2 separate regions of the Mus musculus genome follow, and region 2 is linked to region 1. A link is a contact called in public HiChIP or PLAC-seq data. All regions are on one chromosome and are shown on one strand. Each heading gives the region's core, a stretch centred on a gene start, on an enhancer-like site or on the middle of the called end of the contact. The rest is flanking DNA. Distances are from core to core; before and after follow the strand shown. Region 1 holds the start of Akna (AT-hook transcription factor). Region 2 has its middle 43 kb from the start of 8030451A03Rik.

What was found. HiChIP or PLAC-seq counts read pairs in DNA pulled down with a chosen protein or histone mark.
Region 2: a contact with region 1 is called in an H3K27ac HiChIP or PLAC-seq map of bone marrow-derived dendritic cells, with 9 times the contacts expected there. The contact joins the enhancer-like site here to the promoter of Akna in region 1. A contact is called at or near these places in 11 of 39 promoter capture datasets (the 3T3-L1 cell line, 3T3-L1-derived adipocytes, cranial neural crest and 7 more), 4 of 15 datasets of contacts at CTCF or cohesin (embryonic stem cells, large pre-B cells, pro-B cells and 1 more), 143 of 484 Hi-C or Micro-C datasets (the 3T3-L1 cell line, the AML12 cell line, the AtT-20 cell line and 82 more), 34 of 115 datasets of contacts at active chromatin or transcription factors (the 230-238 cell line, CD8 T cells, PVALB interneurons and 26 more) and 2 of 9 other capture datasets (adipose tissue and embryonic stem cells).

The regions. Positions count from the first base shown.
Region 1 is chr4:63,399,000-63,406,706 of GRCm38.p6, forward strand. Akna (AT-hook transcription factor) reads right to left here and starts at 4,446. Exons shown (of 22, transcript NM_001045514.3): 1 at 4,220-4,446. It overlaps Gm52742 (a long non-coding RNA gene), which reads left to right. Exons shown (of 3, transcript XR_003955424.1): 3 at 2,172-3,127.
Region 2 is chr4:63,938,205-63,945,911 of GRCm38.p6, forward strand. No RefSeq gene overlaps it. Among named protein-coding and RNA genes, the nearest start is that of 8030451A03Rik, 43 kb to the right of the region's middle. Within about 2 kb of position 4,862, at least 28 of the 459 cell types and tissues checked have an H3K27ac peak or open chromatin away from gene starts, as enhancers often do. A contact at or near this core is called in B cells, CD8 T cells, the CH12 cell line and 7 more, where this site is marked.

The DNA.
Region 1 (7,707 bases), core at 3,196-5,695:
TCCAGAGAGGAAGGTGGCCAAGTGAGGGCTGTCAAGGTGATGTGGGGGCGGGGAGAAGGTCCCTGGCTACTCAGCGGGCACTGGGTTTTTTTTTACGGGGTGAAGGAATGTTCTGAAAGCGGAAGAGACATGATGTAACCATGTGATTATGCTAAGTGCCGCTGAGTGCTTAGTTGCATGTTATATGAATTTTTGCCTCAAAAAAAAAAAAAATATATTACAACACAGTAGGCCAGGAGTCCTGAGAATACAGAAGATGGGTGACTGACAGCAGGGAGTGCTGGAGGGTGGGGAGGCCAAACTCTGCAAGCTTCTCATGACATCCTGAGCAGCTGTCTGTGACTCTCCAGGCAGAGAGCCCAGCCAAGGGGCCATTGGAGACAGCCCTCGATATTGCTCAGACACTGTACCACAGAGCCTGGCCACAGAGGGACTGTGGGAGGGGCCCTGGTAGCAGGGGAGGTGGCCCAAGGAGGGGCCCCACAAACTTCCTCTTGCCCTCATTCTCTCTTCTCCCTTCACACTCTGCTTCTGACTCTTTGCTGGTATTTCCTGTGTCAATCACCGCAGTAAACTCAATCAACCCAGCCTCGGGATCAAGGCACAGGACCTAGGGGCTGCCAGCCACTCGGTGATCAAAGAACTGTGACTGCCCACACTTAGTGTCTATAAAGGTAGGCCCAGAGAGGGAAGGGCCTTTCCCAGAGTAGAACAGGAATGAAGACCAGACGTGGGTAGAAGCCAGCTTCTTGGTACCAGCGTGAGCAAGTCTGTCAAGGATGGTATAGGACCCCATCCTCTGAGGTTGAGCAGTTGGAGTTCTCCTTGAGCCTCTGGGGGGCACTTGGGCGATGCTCTCACAATGTAGTTGGGGAAAGTCATCAGGCAGCTATTTCTAGACTCAGTTCCCCAGAGACAGGGACTGCTTGGGAAAGTCTGGCTGCACAAAGACTAGGCAGCGCCATGGGCTAAGTCCTTTAGCTGTGACTCTCCCTGCCCCCCCCCCCCAGCTAGTCCTTCTGCCCCAGGCCCTGTAGAACTCCTGAATGTCCCACGTATCTCTACACACACACACACACACACACACACACACACCCCGCCCCCGCTCTGCTAGGTCAGCAGGGAGCTTAACAGAGCTGCCTTCCCATCTCAGTAGCAAGATCGAAGCTCAGAAATAACAGTGACTAACCAGGCCAGGATCCACTGGTCAGTAAGTACTATGACCTGGCCCAGGGCTCTTGTTTGGTCAGTAACCACACATCCCCAACAGTGATAATCTGCATACTTCTAACTGCATATCCACATATCCAAATACTACATTATTAGGAAAAGAATTTTAAAATGAAGCAAGAGAGGGCTGGTGAGATGGTTCAGCAGCTAAAGGCCCTTGCCGCCAAGCCTGAGGAACTGAGTTCGATCCCTGGGCCCCACATGATAGGAAAGAACTGACTCTCAAATGGGCCACGACATTCTACATATGTACATACGTAACACATGCACAAACACACTACAATGATTAAATGTAATTTTTTTTAAAGGATGAATGGAAAAGTTCTTAAGTTGGGTCTGGAGGGATGGCTCGGCAGGTAAAATGCTGGCCTCACAACCCTAATGACCTGAGTTCGAGTCTCCAGAACTCACATAAAAGCTGCGTGCAAGCATGTGTAACTCCAGCACGCTCCTGCAAGGAGATGGACACCAGACAGGATGTTGTCAGCCAACCTAGCATACACAAGCCGTGAGGGAGGGAGGGGCTGCCTAAAACAAGTTGGCAACTGAGACTCACACTCCAGGTTGTCTTCTGGCCTCTGGTGTGTGCAGTGGCACCCATGTACTGCCCCGATCCCCACAAAATACTGTAAATCTAAGTTCAAGGCCCCTCGTTCCCGTACAGGACCTGCACCCCTACTTCAAATCCATGGTGATGGGGGATCCCGACCTTGTGTGCACTCGGTTGATGTCTGTGGGATCCTGGCTCAGAGGCCCCAGGTCAAGTCTTCAGACTCTTCCTTTAAGCAAGGACCTCAACAGAGCCTCTCCAGCTTCAGCCCAGTGCGGAGGCGAGGGCAGGTAGAGGGGGGTGCAACCACACCTCCTGACATCTCTGCTGAGGCAGGGCTGCAGCATGTGGTTTTCTGACTTTTGAAATGTCATTTTTTTCTTTCCCCTAGCCCACCGCAGAGCAGCCTGCACCATCGCAGAGGCCCCTACGTGCAGAAAGAGGAACGGCCAGTTTGCTGCAATGACTCAGCCACAAAAATCTCACCGTTCTCCGGAGAGCCCACACATCCCTGGCAGCAACAGTCAGTGGTTACAGTTTTGCACCCATTTCTCAAGTGCCTCGACTTGTGAGCTTTACCTGAGAAAGACCTTACTCTTCTGTGCAAGTCACAGCCCTCAGTGTCATGGAGCCTGGAACTGGCCAAGTCAGGTAGTCAATCAACAAACACACATCAGTGTCAAATAGGTACCAACCTCAGGCAGAGATGAAGTTGCAATAGAGCAGCAGGCTGAGCACCAGGCAAGCAGATCCCAGCCAGCCCTGTATGTTCCAGCCACTCGAGGCATGTGGCTGGCTGACTGCTCCTCTCTGTAAAGGGGAATGGTGGTCACCTAGGCCTGTTCCTGCTGCACCCATCCCTCTGTCTGGTGAGCACCCTGACCCTCAGAGACGCACCAAATGAACTTGGAGGTTCTCAGCCCCTAGGATACAGAAACACACATGCTTGCCAAGATCCCACCCTCCGTGGAGGACGCAATCCAGAAAAACCACTGAAGAAGGAAGTTTGGTGACAGCTTTAACAGACCAAGCACATCTAGGGGAGAAAGAGGAAGGGGAATCGGGACAGAGGAACAGCACAGACAAAAACACAGAGGTCTGAAAATACAAGCTGAACTTCAAGGATGGCTCAGGGCCTGGCCCCTGAGTGCCACAGGCAGGCAGGGAAGTCTGGACAGCCGTCAGGGTAGCAGTGGAAGCTGGGGATTCGAATTATGATGTCCTGACCCAGGAGGGCCAGCCCCTCTATAACTAGGTCCTGCTAATGGTTGGGCCATTGAGCTAAAGGTCCCCACCTGCCCCCAGAGAAACTGCACCCCACCCTCCCCAAAAAAACACCAAACACTGCTTTCTCTATGTCCTTGCTTCTTATCACCTAACACCTGTACAGAACTGATCTCCATGTTGTCACACCCTCCAGGGATTCTATTTAGCAACTAGCTAGGCAATGCCCTGTTCCCCACACACTGCTTCATACAGCTCTCTCTCTCTCGAGCGCGCGCGTGCGTGCGTGCATGTGTGTGTGTGTGTGTGTGTGTGTGTGTGTGTGTGTGTGTGTGTGTGCGTGCGTGTGCGTGTGTGTCCAGGATGATCCTCCCCCACTGAAGCTTCAACCTTCAGCAGCCCTGGCATTCAGAATCTCCATGCTACCCAGCTAGAGAGAGCCAGGACATCCCCACCTTAACCTCATCCCGATGAGGAAACAGAGGCACCCACCTAATGAGAACAACCAGGAAGTTTAGAACACTGTGACTATTAAACCAAGGCCAGGAGATGTATAGGAGGCAGGAGGATGGCAGGGGAAAGACCTCCTTACCAAGCTGCTGGACCCTTTTGAAGGGCTGGGCTGTGGGGCTCCAAAGCAAGTTTGGATCCGTGGCAGGGCATAGACCTGTTCACAGGAGTGGCCTTTGGCCTGCGGCAAGTGGAGATACCCATGACGGATGTCCCCGGACTGTCCCTTGGCTCACCCAAAGAGCCTGGGAGGAACTAACAAGGGGCCAGGCTATTACTGACTCTCATCTTGTCCTACTGTAGCTCTAAGCTGGCTTCCTGGCCCCCACTTTGTCCCTGCCCTTATTTGGGTAGGAGGGTGTCATCTCCTGGCCTGTTCCTCACTTCCGAACATCTCGAGACCCTCAGTAACCCAAGCACTAACTGGCCTTGAGATGAGCCCACCCCGGGGGACAGAGAGGGACCAACACGGGTCCAAGTTCACCAAGGGAACCAAATTGGATCTGGAACTGGAAACTAGCATCTTGGGGTCCACTCTTTCGTGGGGGCCGGACTCCCAGAACTGGACAGGAGTGGCAGCAGCTGCGTAGCTGTGATTTCCTGGCTGGGCTGGGCTGCCTGCCAGGGTTGTCCAGAGTCTATGACTGGCCCATCCAGAGGGAAGGCGGCCTTCCCTCTGGCCCTCCTCCTGGCTCAGCTCCTTACCTCACTAGTACTACACCACCATCCTGCCGGCCTGGGCTCAGGGGAGCTGCCCACAAGGTCTTTGTTTCAAACCTGGGGAGCCCCCTGCCTCCACAGCAGCCTGGAACGCCTCCAGACTGCTCTGCCAGCCAGAACGGCCTCAGCTCACAGACAAGCATCCCTCCCCACTTCTCCCCGCCCCTGCAGCTGAGGCCTTGCCTTGCCTCCTCCTCCTTGCAGGAAGCGCCCAGCCTGATTTCCTACAAGTGTTTGTGAAAAGGAGGGGGGGTTACTCTGCGGAGCTGGCGCCAAGAGCTTAACCCTTTGCTGGGCAAGTGTGGGGCTGCATTGATGGGAAGAGAACTTCTGAGGCCTTGAGTTTGAGACCACCTCAGTTGCAACCACAACCGTGCTTGTACGAGCAGGAAGTCCAGAGAAGGCTTGGCTAAAGTCACATTGCATGCCGGTCCCAGGAAGAGGAGCCTGCAGTTCCTCCACTCCCACCCCAAAATTGGTCTCTTCCATCACCGAAGACTTTATCAAAGCCTCTCCCACTGTGTAGGTCTCATTGCCCATCCTCACAGGAGGGAAAGGGGAACCTCAGCCTTGGCGCTTGCTCCTGTCTGTCCAGCTTTAACTTCGTCTACTAACACAAGTCTCATCATCTCAGGGCAGACTTAGGGATTTCTGCCCTTCCACTTACTGTCCATGCCTAGAGATAAGATGAGCCTGCACTGGAATTGTCTAGGTAAGAAGGAAGAACTAGAGGATCAGGTGAACATCTCCTCTTGTAGCTTCTCCCTCAGAGGCCCCAGAGATGAAGGAACAGAATTATCTTCATGGCCAACCTGTGGCTCCTCAGGTCCCTTCACCTCTGTGAGAGGTGTAGCCATCTGAAGAAGCAGGGTGGGACACAGACACATCACACCTGGCCCTTCACTCTATAGTGAAGTGTGTAAGATGTCAGGTGTGCCTGAGGCAGAGTATGAGACAGGCTGGTGACCAACGTCTCCTGCTGCTTTGGTATCTCTGAGGCTGAGGACTCGCAGATCCTAGGGAAACACCCGAGGTTTCAGGTCTCAGATGCTGGACCTGCCCTGGCTGAAGACAGGGGCCTGAGAGTAACAAGCTGAGTGGGGGTGAGGCAGGACTATCAGGAAGGTCTGGGTGGGGAGGCCACAGTCACACAAGCGGCCGGAAGGACAGAGAGGCAGAAGCAAGCCGCAAGCATGACTGATGAGAATGTTCTAGAAAGGCAGCTGCAGAGACCTGAGAGAAGCAGGAGGCCCTTGAAGACAACAGGATATGATGTGAGAGGACTCAGGGGCCGGGGCAGGAGGTACAGAATCTGACCTTCAGGATCCAGGCTGACGGGGCAGGCAGGAGGAGGCAGGAGCCAGGTAGAAGGAAGATGCTGCAGGAGCCCTAAGTCCGCTCCTGGCTCTCTACTCTGCCCCTGCTGACCCAGAGAGTCAGGAAACAGAAGAGACATGAGGTCAACCCTCTGCCATCCAGAAAGCCCTGGGGGGGGAGGGGGGACCTCAAGGGAGCAGCCAGGCTGGGGACCACCCAAGAGTGATGGAGAGAATCTTAGAGTCCATAGGCCAGGGAGTTCAATGCCAGCATGCCAGCCTCACCTCCTGCTGGCACTGTGACCTCAGTGGCTAGAGCCATGGTTTTCCTTTCTGTGGAACAGGGCTAACCAGAGTGGCCACTGCCCTGGAGAGGCTGCTGTCAATTCCATGACAGACGGCCTGCCCAGTGTGCAGTAAGGGACCTTAGGACCTATGTCATCACCATAGTTTCTGCCCCCGGGTCTCCTTAGGTGGGAGAGTCTGGTCTCCTCCAAGGGCTTGTGACTGATGGGTGAATGGAATGAATGAATGCTCTTGAGGGCCAGCTGCCAGGATCTGGCTAAGTCTGAGCTAGCACCAAGCACTTTCAACCGAGTAACCTCTCAACTCCTATCTCCCAGGCCCTGCCTTGTACACACATCTGGGGGCTGGGGCTCCCTTTGCAGTCCCCCGGCGACTATGGAACAGAGCCAAATCTTATCAAGACCCTGTCTACTGCTCTGGCGACCATGTGGCCCATTGTGTGGGTGGCAGGCTCCCCTGACATCCTGTCACTCACCCGCTCACCCTCCCTGATCATTAACCCATCAACACCAGGTGGCTGCCGCAGCTGGCACACCCTCAGCCTTGTTGAAAGACAGCAGCCAGTATTTACTGTCCTTCACCCCGACACTGGGCCTTTTCCTCCCCCAGCCCCCTTATCCTTCCCCTTGCCCACATGGTATTCCTTTCTGGAATACTATCCCTCAAGTTTACCCATCCAAAGCTACAGACAAACTGAGCCTGGGCACAGTAGCTTTCTCCCAGCTCCTGTCCCCAGCCGGGCCCATCCTTTATTTGGGGTCTCAAGCCAAACTGGGTGGTCCACCTGGCCACTCCCTTCATCATTTAATTCCTCTACCATTGAGTCCCGTTTGCTGAATTTCCTAAACCTCACCAAACTCTAGCCCTGTCTGTCCTCACATATCTTTCATAATCTTTCTGCTCTGGAGAAAACACCCCAGCCCACAACAGCCTCATGGGATTTTCTCAAACAGCTTTCAAACCCAGCCGGACACAGGTTTGCCACTTGGGGTGCTCTGGACCCAGCACTAGGACAAACAGAGGCTGCAGCCTGGCCCTGCTCCACCCTCCCTCACTTCTCCCATTGCTTCCTCATCCTTTGCCTCAGATACAGTGTTTTCCCACGGCTCAGAAGAGGAAACTGAGGCACAGAAGGGAGATGGTAGTTCTCAACCACCCAGACAAGAAAACAAAAGGAAGGCCCTGTACCCTGACCACCAGAAGGGATCTGGAGTGCAGAAAGTCGTCTGCTGATTGCCCCAATCTTGGGTCCAGAAACACTGCTAGACCTGCCCTCCCTTGGTTCTTCTGGAGGCCAGAGGTACAGCAGAGAGCCATGAGCAGCCCAGCCATCTTGGGAGACCAGAGTGAGACACCATAGGAGTGGGGCTGTCGTTTCATCATGACCCTCCTGAGTCCTGGCTCTCCTTTCCTGCCCAGGAGGCTAACCTTCCAGGTCAAAGTTCATAGTGCATCTGGGCAGCGGCAGGTGTCACAGAGAACCAAGAAGAGTGAGTGATGGAAGCCTGGTTGGTCTGACTCCCAGGTCACCTGGAACCAGAGGTCCACTGAGCCTCCCAGATTCCATTCCACTTGCCCACCCAGGAAGCCTCACTGTACTGATGGGGGTGGCCAGAGATCTCCAGGGCCCTTGGATGCTGAGTGACCTTGGCAAGATCCTTGCTGATAAAGACTCTCCTGGTCTCGGTTACTCATGTGTAAGATGGGGCAATGTTGACTTTACAAGACTCATAGGATGAGTTAAGAGGGACGGTGGCATCCTCAGGTGTTGGCCCAGTGCCTTAGCTGGCACAGAGCACCTGCCTGGGAGCGATGACTTTCACCTCAGTGATGTGGCCAGAGAGTGTGCTG
Region 2 (7,707 bases), core at 3,612-6,111, 540 kb after region 1:
GGGGGTGGATACGTAGAATCAGAGTTTTAGTTTGGTTTTCATCGTTTTCTTCTTCCCTTCCTTCCCTCCCTGCTCCTCCTCCTCCTCCTTTTCCTCCTTCTCAATTATATAGGATTCTGCATTTAAAAAAATCATTTAGCTCAGATAACTGCTGGGTTGATGAGACAAACAGTAGAGCCATCAGAGGTGAAGTGCGATCGAATTTGTGAATCCCCCCCCCACCCCCTAAGTATGTGGTGAAGCCACGAGTTTGAAATCTGAGTCTCCATGGCTTCACAACAAACATTGGTGCTGCCTCCCAGTCCTGGTCAACCCTCTCACCCATGGTCCCACCCACCCCCATTCTGGTTAGTTCCCTCAGCTTTGTCCTACCCTTCAACCTGGCTCAGAAAGTATTCCCTGGTCAACCTAGGCTTACAAATACAGTGCACCTTCCATCAGTTCTTGAGACAAGCCACTGGTGTACTCCCATCCCTTTAAGTGTGGGGATGCTAAAAAGCACAGGAGAGTGGGAACAATGGTGTCATAGGTCTCACCATCATTCAGATCAACAGGGTTGGTCCTATTCCCCATTAGCCTCTGTCAGCCTCAGCTGAACACTGTAGATAACATTCCTCTTTTCTTTGCCCAAAACCTCTGGATCTATTTTCTTCTTCTCTCAGATGCTGCAGGTTCATGAACCTGACTTGGAGTTATCCACAAAAAAATTGTCTTTAAGTGTTCAGATGCATATATCCACGTAAAACACAAGTAATTAAAGTTGTGATACCTAACTGTACGTATATCTGATTGCTGAATGCCCTCCGTAGTCTTAGCTCTGAGAATACATATGAGTAACATTATAGAGTCAAATGCCATATTTCATTTATTCTCTATTTATTCAAAAGTGCAGGAGGCATCCTTGTGTTTGTCTTCGTAGATGGCTGTGTGTATCTCTTCAGGCTTCTAGTATGGAAGAGCTGAGCTGCCTTCTCATTTGTCTGGGGAGGTTATCACACTAGAGGATCAGTAAGTTGTGTATATGCTGGTCTCTGAACCTAGATACCTAGTTCCCGGAGGTTAAGGGCTGCATTTTATTCATCTCTGTATAGTCAGTGTCTGGCACATGATGCTGAGATAAATGAATAAACGAGATGTTGCCGTCTCTCACCTTGATTTTCCCAGCTAGCTTCATCCTTCAGTCTAACATGATAAGAATCAAGGGAATCCCCTGCGTGACTCTGTGACTCTGCCATGCATGTCACTTACAGCTTCTCTGTCACTTACTGCACGTTTGTCTTACAAGTGCCATCACTGAGTCCTTCCATTACACAGCCAGGTACCACTTGAAAACAGGTGTGTTCGAATCCTGAGCCCAGAGCCTCATCTTCTGTTTTGCCAGCACTCAGTCAGTACCTTCTGAACCAAGGAACTGGGCTGATTTTTGCCTAAATGGACATGACATCAGGTCCTGCACTCACCTCTCCAGCAAGCTGTTTTCCCCATCTGAATCTGGGGAAATCACCTTTGTTGATGATCCCACAGCTTCAGTGGCTTGACGCACATCCTCTGCCTTGTGCTCTGTGCTACCTGTCAGAGTTCTAAAAATGCTAAAAGGGATGATTTGATTCAAGTGAGGCCAAGCTCTTAAGTTTAGAGATGGAGCAGAGGAAATGTTCTCAGAATGATGTCATGTAAGAGAAAACTATGCTGAAGGTCAGTACCAGGTCTCCTGTTAGACATTGGGTTTTCTGATAAGGTCAATTTCTTTAGTAGAGAAGAAGACTGGGTTGTGTCTATCCTGTTATCCTTTGATCTTGGGAGGAAGGAAGGAACATTAGGCAAAGACTGGGGATTGGAAGCACACAGAAAGCTTATGCTGCTGATGAAGTGTAGCTTAGAAAGTGCCAGATGGAAGCCCTAATTGATGCTGAAAATTTTTTGACCATAAGAGAAAGCAGACTGAATATGGAAGGACTCTACTAGACAGAATAGACAGAAATCAGCAGCTCTACCCAGCCAGTGACATGGTGCGTTGACACTACGGACACTGCTCCTTCATGTCATAGCCCAGCACTGCTGCTGGGTTCTATCTCCACTTTGGGCAGTTGGTCAGAGAGACAGACTTCCTTTCTTCCCTTCCTCTGCAAATTCAGTCCTTCAGGAAGAACAAGGGCCCAAGGTGAGTCAAGATGGATCAAGATGGTAGCAGAACACCACAGAAATGGGTATTTCTGGCTGTATTTCCAGTGGCCATTTTTTTCTACCACTTGGCCCAGGCTCTCAACATCCCTGGTCCTCAATTTTGCAACACTGGGAAATGGGAATCCCACAAACTGCTCTGCTCCCACTCAGGGTCATAAATTCGGGCCCTAGAATATGTTTTGTAAATGGGTGTACGCTCACGAGCAGAAGGACAGTGTGATTCTATTCTATATTACTGGAAGCTGCGTATTCAACCTCCTCTTGTGAAAATGGGTGACAGATGAAAAAAAAAAAACCTGAGAAATACTCCTTGTGAACAGAAGGACAACTGTAAAGTGGCTGATCAGCAGTCACCTGGTCTGAGACTCTCCTCACCAGTGAAGGCAGTCAGATTCATGTCGTATCTTAACACCGAAAATCAGCTCCTGCCTCTATCAGACAGTCCCTCTCTATTACCGTCATGCTTATAATTTCAGTCAATCCTTGACCTTAAATTGGGGCCACAACCTTCAGATCCTGCTGGGTCACTGATGATCAGAGGATGACACTTGGAATCCAGTAACTCTTGATGCTAACACTTCCCGGCCTCAGCTTTTCCATCCATAGAATGGGGAGAATAACACACACGGCTGTTTTGAGGTCTGCATGGGCTCATTGTGAAAACTGCTTAGTATGCTGACTGTAAGCAGGCAGCACTCAGGAAAGCTGCGGTTATTCTCATAGCAATCCAATGCACTAGAAACGAGTTCTGGGCACTTGCATAACAATTGAGTTAGACCTACATCTTGGGGCTTCCCTACTGGCCCCATTTGTACGAGTAGCCTTCAGCTCAGTGTCTTGTCCCTGCTGGTCCCAATTCTTTGCCCTGAACATCATTCAGCTTATCTGAGGTCTAAATTCCATCTAGTCCCAGTGTTGCCAACAAATTCTGTTTCTTCTTCCTCCTCCTCCTCTCTTGCTACCATTCCACCTAAAGTTCTGTCTGCTGAGTCCATGGAAGACTTCCATGGCGACCACCCAAATGCTGCGGTCTGCAGTCTGAAGCTTTTCCAGGGGCTGTTTACTGTTTAGCCCTTAATGGCCTCTCTGATTTGATCTTGAGTCTCATATGTTCCGACCACAGTGCGCTTCCTTCTGAGCTCATTAGGCTTTAGGGCAGAGCCTGAGACCAAGGCACAAAAGATGGTCCCAAGATCAGGGTGAGGGAGTAGGTGGAGTGAGACAGGGAAGGAAAACAGTTGACATGGGTTGCACAATCAATTGTTTCCTGTTCTGAGTAGCCTTGACTCTGTCCCCCCCAAGGGCAGGTTGACAATGCCTCCCAATTGCCTTGCTATAGGACAGAAACCTTTGACACTCCTCCACTCTTCCTCCCCTGAACTGGAATAGAGTCCCCCATTATTTTACACTTTGAAAATGACTTTGGCTTAGACAAACTGGACTCCCAAGCTCTTGAGAAAGTCCTGAGGCAGAGACGTGGAGACCCACTGGCTTGGAGGGAGAGCATGTGCATATGTATTGCAGATTAAATATGAAAATGTGTCCGTAGATGCTACCTTGTTACCAAGCTGTTCCCCACTCCAGGCCTCTTGCAAGAACTGTGTCTCCCATCATGCATGTTTAGATTCAAATGTCCCAGTTTTAGAGATAGCCCTCTTGACATTCTGTCTGAAGGAGGCTACTGTGGTTCCTCTATCCAATGCCAGTTTTTCTTCATGACCCTTTTCTAGTATCTGGGTTAAAACCTACCAGCTCACAGCATGTCCAGGTCATGGCAGAGGTTCAAGCAAGACTGATGCCAGACTTGACTTGGGCAATTATATAGAGAGGTCAGATTCCAGGGTAAGAAGCAGGTAATAAAGCATGCGATGGCTCAGATGATTATTACGTGTGGGGTGGAGGACATCAAGAGGTGAGGGCAGGGAATTCTACAGAGTTGAACACAAAAGGCACAGAGACCAACTATCAGAGGTTCAGAGGGAGGCAGCAATAGGTTGTCACTCAGAGACAGGACAGACCCAGACTTATATGCACAGGTGGAGGTGGGCTGGCATGGAGAATTTTGTATCTGGTTCCTCTTCTTCAGTGTAGCCAGGTGCATGATGTCATTGGAGGCTGGAGAAAGTGATGACTTCCTTACAGCCTTAGTGCAGATTTCTGTGTGGTTACAGTCTGTTCTCCAAACCTAAACATAGTGGGACTTCAGGAACGAACACAGGGATTTTTGGGTCTCATCTCTATAGCCTCTGTAGACTCATGTGTGTAGCCTAAAATTGCCCCGGGTGTCCTGGAGGGCCTGGAATGAAGAGGCATGTGAAGACATCTTCTACCAGCATGGACTCTCTAGGCTGCAGGTAGACAAGCATGCCTGTACAGCTTCTCTGAACACAGTGTCTCACATTCCCGGAGCTGAGGATATAGGTTCCACTTGATAGTGACCTCATGATCTTGTCTCAATTCTCTGTGCTGCAGGGAACTATCTCCCCTCCACAGGGGAGGCTACAGAGTGCTGCATCCACCCTGCAGGCAGAGAAATCATCAAGGCATATGTCTTTTTGCCTTAAGGATTTTTTTCTCCTCCAAATAGACTTATAACAACAAGTAACCCCCTGGTTTCTATCACTTCTGCATTTAGAGTCTGTACTCCCTCCTGGTAGAGTTGATGTTAGTGGTCACAGGAAAGGGGTGTGGCCCTCTTGTCAGCTCAGATGTGCAGGCTGAGGCTGTTAATCATGTTCACAACCATTGCCACCACTTGGGTAGTAAGGTTTCAAGTCAGCGTGTTTCACTTAATTCCGATTGCATAAAGCAGACCACCGCCTCAGTGACACTGGCCAAACCTGCCTCAGTTTCCAGCTCTGTAGAATGGAGACTATAGGGTGGTGGTGAAGGTTAAATGAACTTTGATATGGACAGCAGCTGTAACAGGAACTGCTGTCAATCAGGGCTTGTTTTATTTTTAGCTCCATCTTTCGTGTCAAAATGGAGGACCTAAAGAAGAAACACCAAGGAGCTTTTACAAAATGGGAATCTGTACAATTTCACATCTTAAATATTATTCTTTGTGGAAGAATTTTTAGTGGTGTATGGGTAAAACAGAGAGCAAATTACATCATTGGCGTGAAAAGGAGAAGAGAGACTGGTGGAAGGAACTAGAACAAATAGACCACAGCATAGACCTGAGCCATGATGACTGAAAGGCAATAACTCTGTCCTTGTAGCAAATTAACCTGGGAGCTGCCAACTGATAGACAGTTGACATCCTGAGCAGCACTGCACACATATTTGTCTGCAGGTATATTTGTGAGGGCACCGGATGCTGTAGGGATATCTCTTGTGACTCCCTAAAGGATATACGACTTTGAGTATAGTTTTCCATAATCAGCTTTGTCATGACCAGCCACCAGAGGTAGACATCTTATGTGATTCTCTGGAGGACCTGGGCCTTTGCTTCATGAGACTAGAGTACCAAATTAGAAGTCATAATGGAAGTGAGATATAATTTTGTCTGCTTCTCACACTCAACTAGGTATGTTTAGAGTTAACATTCATTTTTCTTTGCCTGCTTCATGCTCTTCTGTAAAGCAGCTAAAAGGCACGAGGCACTTGACCTGGCCTGTTCAGGCTTCCACTTAAATTAACCGAAAGCACTCACATTAGCTCCACCTATTGACCAGCCAGTCAAATGGGTATTGATCATTTAGTCTGTGTGAAGGATGGCTGCGGGGAGTATAGCCAAGATACTGTTTGTCATTTACTACGGTGCAGCTCTGTATTGTAGGTACAGCGGTGCATTTATTGTAGTTATATGAGACAGTTATCATTTGTGTTTTATAAAAGAAAACGTTTGAAAACCCTAAATCATTAGGGAGCATGACCAAATGTAGATGGCTAGTTCCATTGTAGAACCAGGATTTGAAAGAGACGGATGGTCCATTCACTCATGAGCACTGCTACTTTTCTCAACAGTGATGACTGCCACAAAGACTCAAAGACATAATTCCTGTTTCCAACACACTCACTGTCTGGCAGGCGAGGCAGTTTCCTGACTGCATGGTCAGGGGTCCTACTTTACCCAGACTCTCGTCTTAGCATTGAAAGCATCTGTTATAAGATGCACATCGAGTGACTTAAGTTCCACTGGAATACTCTGTGGATTACTTGGGGGAAGAGAAAACAAAGGATTATGTGGTGTCTAGGGCAAGGAAGAGAGGGATACGATCTCTTTATGGTAAAGATCTCCTTTATAGGCACGCGCCTCTGACTGCGTTCCAAGTTTCTTGCAGCTTCCTAGGTGAGGTTTGGAAAGGCTCATGTAACAGAGAAATTTGCCCAAGAATAATTTCTTGTAAAAGTGATTCCAACCCAGGAGACAGAGACATTCGTCATGTCTGGGGCTGACTGCTTTTTTTTTTCTTTCAGTAAGAAGCACATTTGTGGGAATATGGATTAAATCAGAGGTGTTGGGGTTCATCACTTTGTAGGGGTAGCTCCTGTGTATGTGGTCTCTGGGGACGTGCTCTTTCAGAATTCCTTTGTTCTCCAAAGAAGAGTGCTTACATTTCCCAGTGTCTCAAATCTTCATGCTTGTCTCAGTCCATTGCACTTGGGATGCAGGCTAGAGACTGAAAACCTGGAGAGGAAACATCTTCAACACCTTGGAAGCAAGAGAGAACCAAGTCAGAGGCCTAGAAGGGAGATACCGTAGGGCTGGGGGTGAGGGCAGATTGCAGTTCACCTAGTTACCATTAGTACCTGAGGCCCTTGCCATGTCAAGTCAAGGGCTTGCTGCTGCTATGAGAATCTCTTTCTTGGTATGACTTTGGTCTTTCCAAGTCTTCCTCCCTTAGCCTATTTTGTTTTCTTGTGGAATCCATTATTAGATTCTGTTTCTCTCTATCACTCAGCAAGCAAGTCTACTCTGTTTATGACAGAGGTTGTTTTAAAACAAACATCACATCTCTGTTCTTTATCAATGATCATTTTCTCAAGAGGTAGTTTCTATTCTCTCCACTCTCCTGGAGGCCTACATAGACCTCATTCTAAGGATGGCAGATATAATACCTCATCTGTCAACAGAGTGAAAACTTCTTTTCTACAAGGCTTGATGTGACCTCTGAATTCCAAGTATCCTCCGGGCAGTATAAATTGATTTATTAATGAAGAGTTTGTAATGGGGTGCCTATCCATCTAATGGTAGATGTGGCATTGAGGATTCTTTACCCGTGGCGTGCTGCAGTGGTGGGAGTGGATATTTGAGACATGACAGTGGTGGTCCAGTAGACGTGGAAGGGATTCAGTGCTCCTCTCCATCAAAGCACAGTGATGGACATACTCAAGAATCTGCAGTCTGCTCTGAGGTCTCATCAGTCACATGGAGTGGAAGGCACCTAATGCGCTTCACTCGGGTTTTTGGATTGACACATCTGTCCACACCTGGATCTCCTGCTCATCTGAAAGGCACCCAGTGGAGCATGGTCCTCAGCCTCTTTGAAGTTGGCTCTACTCTCTTTCTGACTCTGA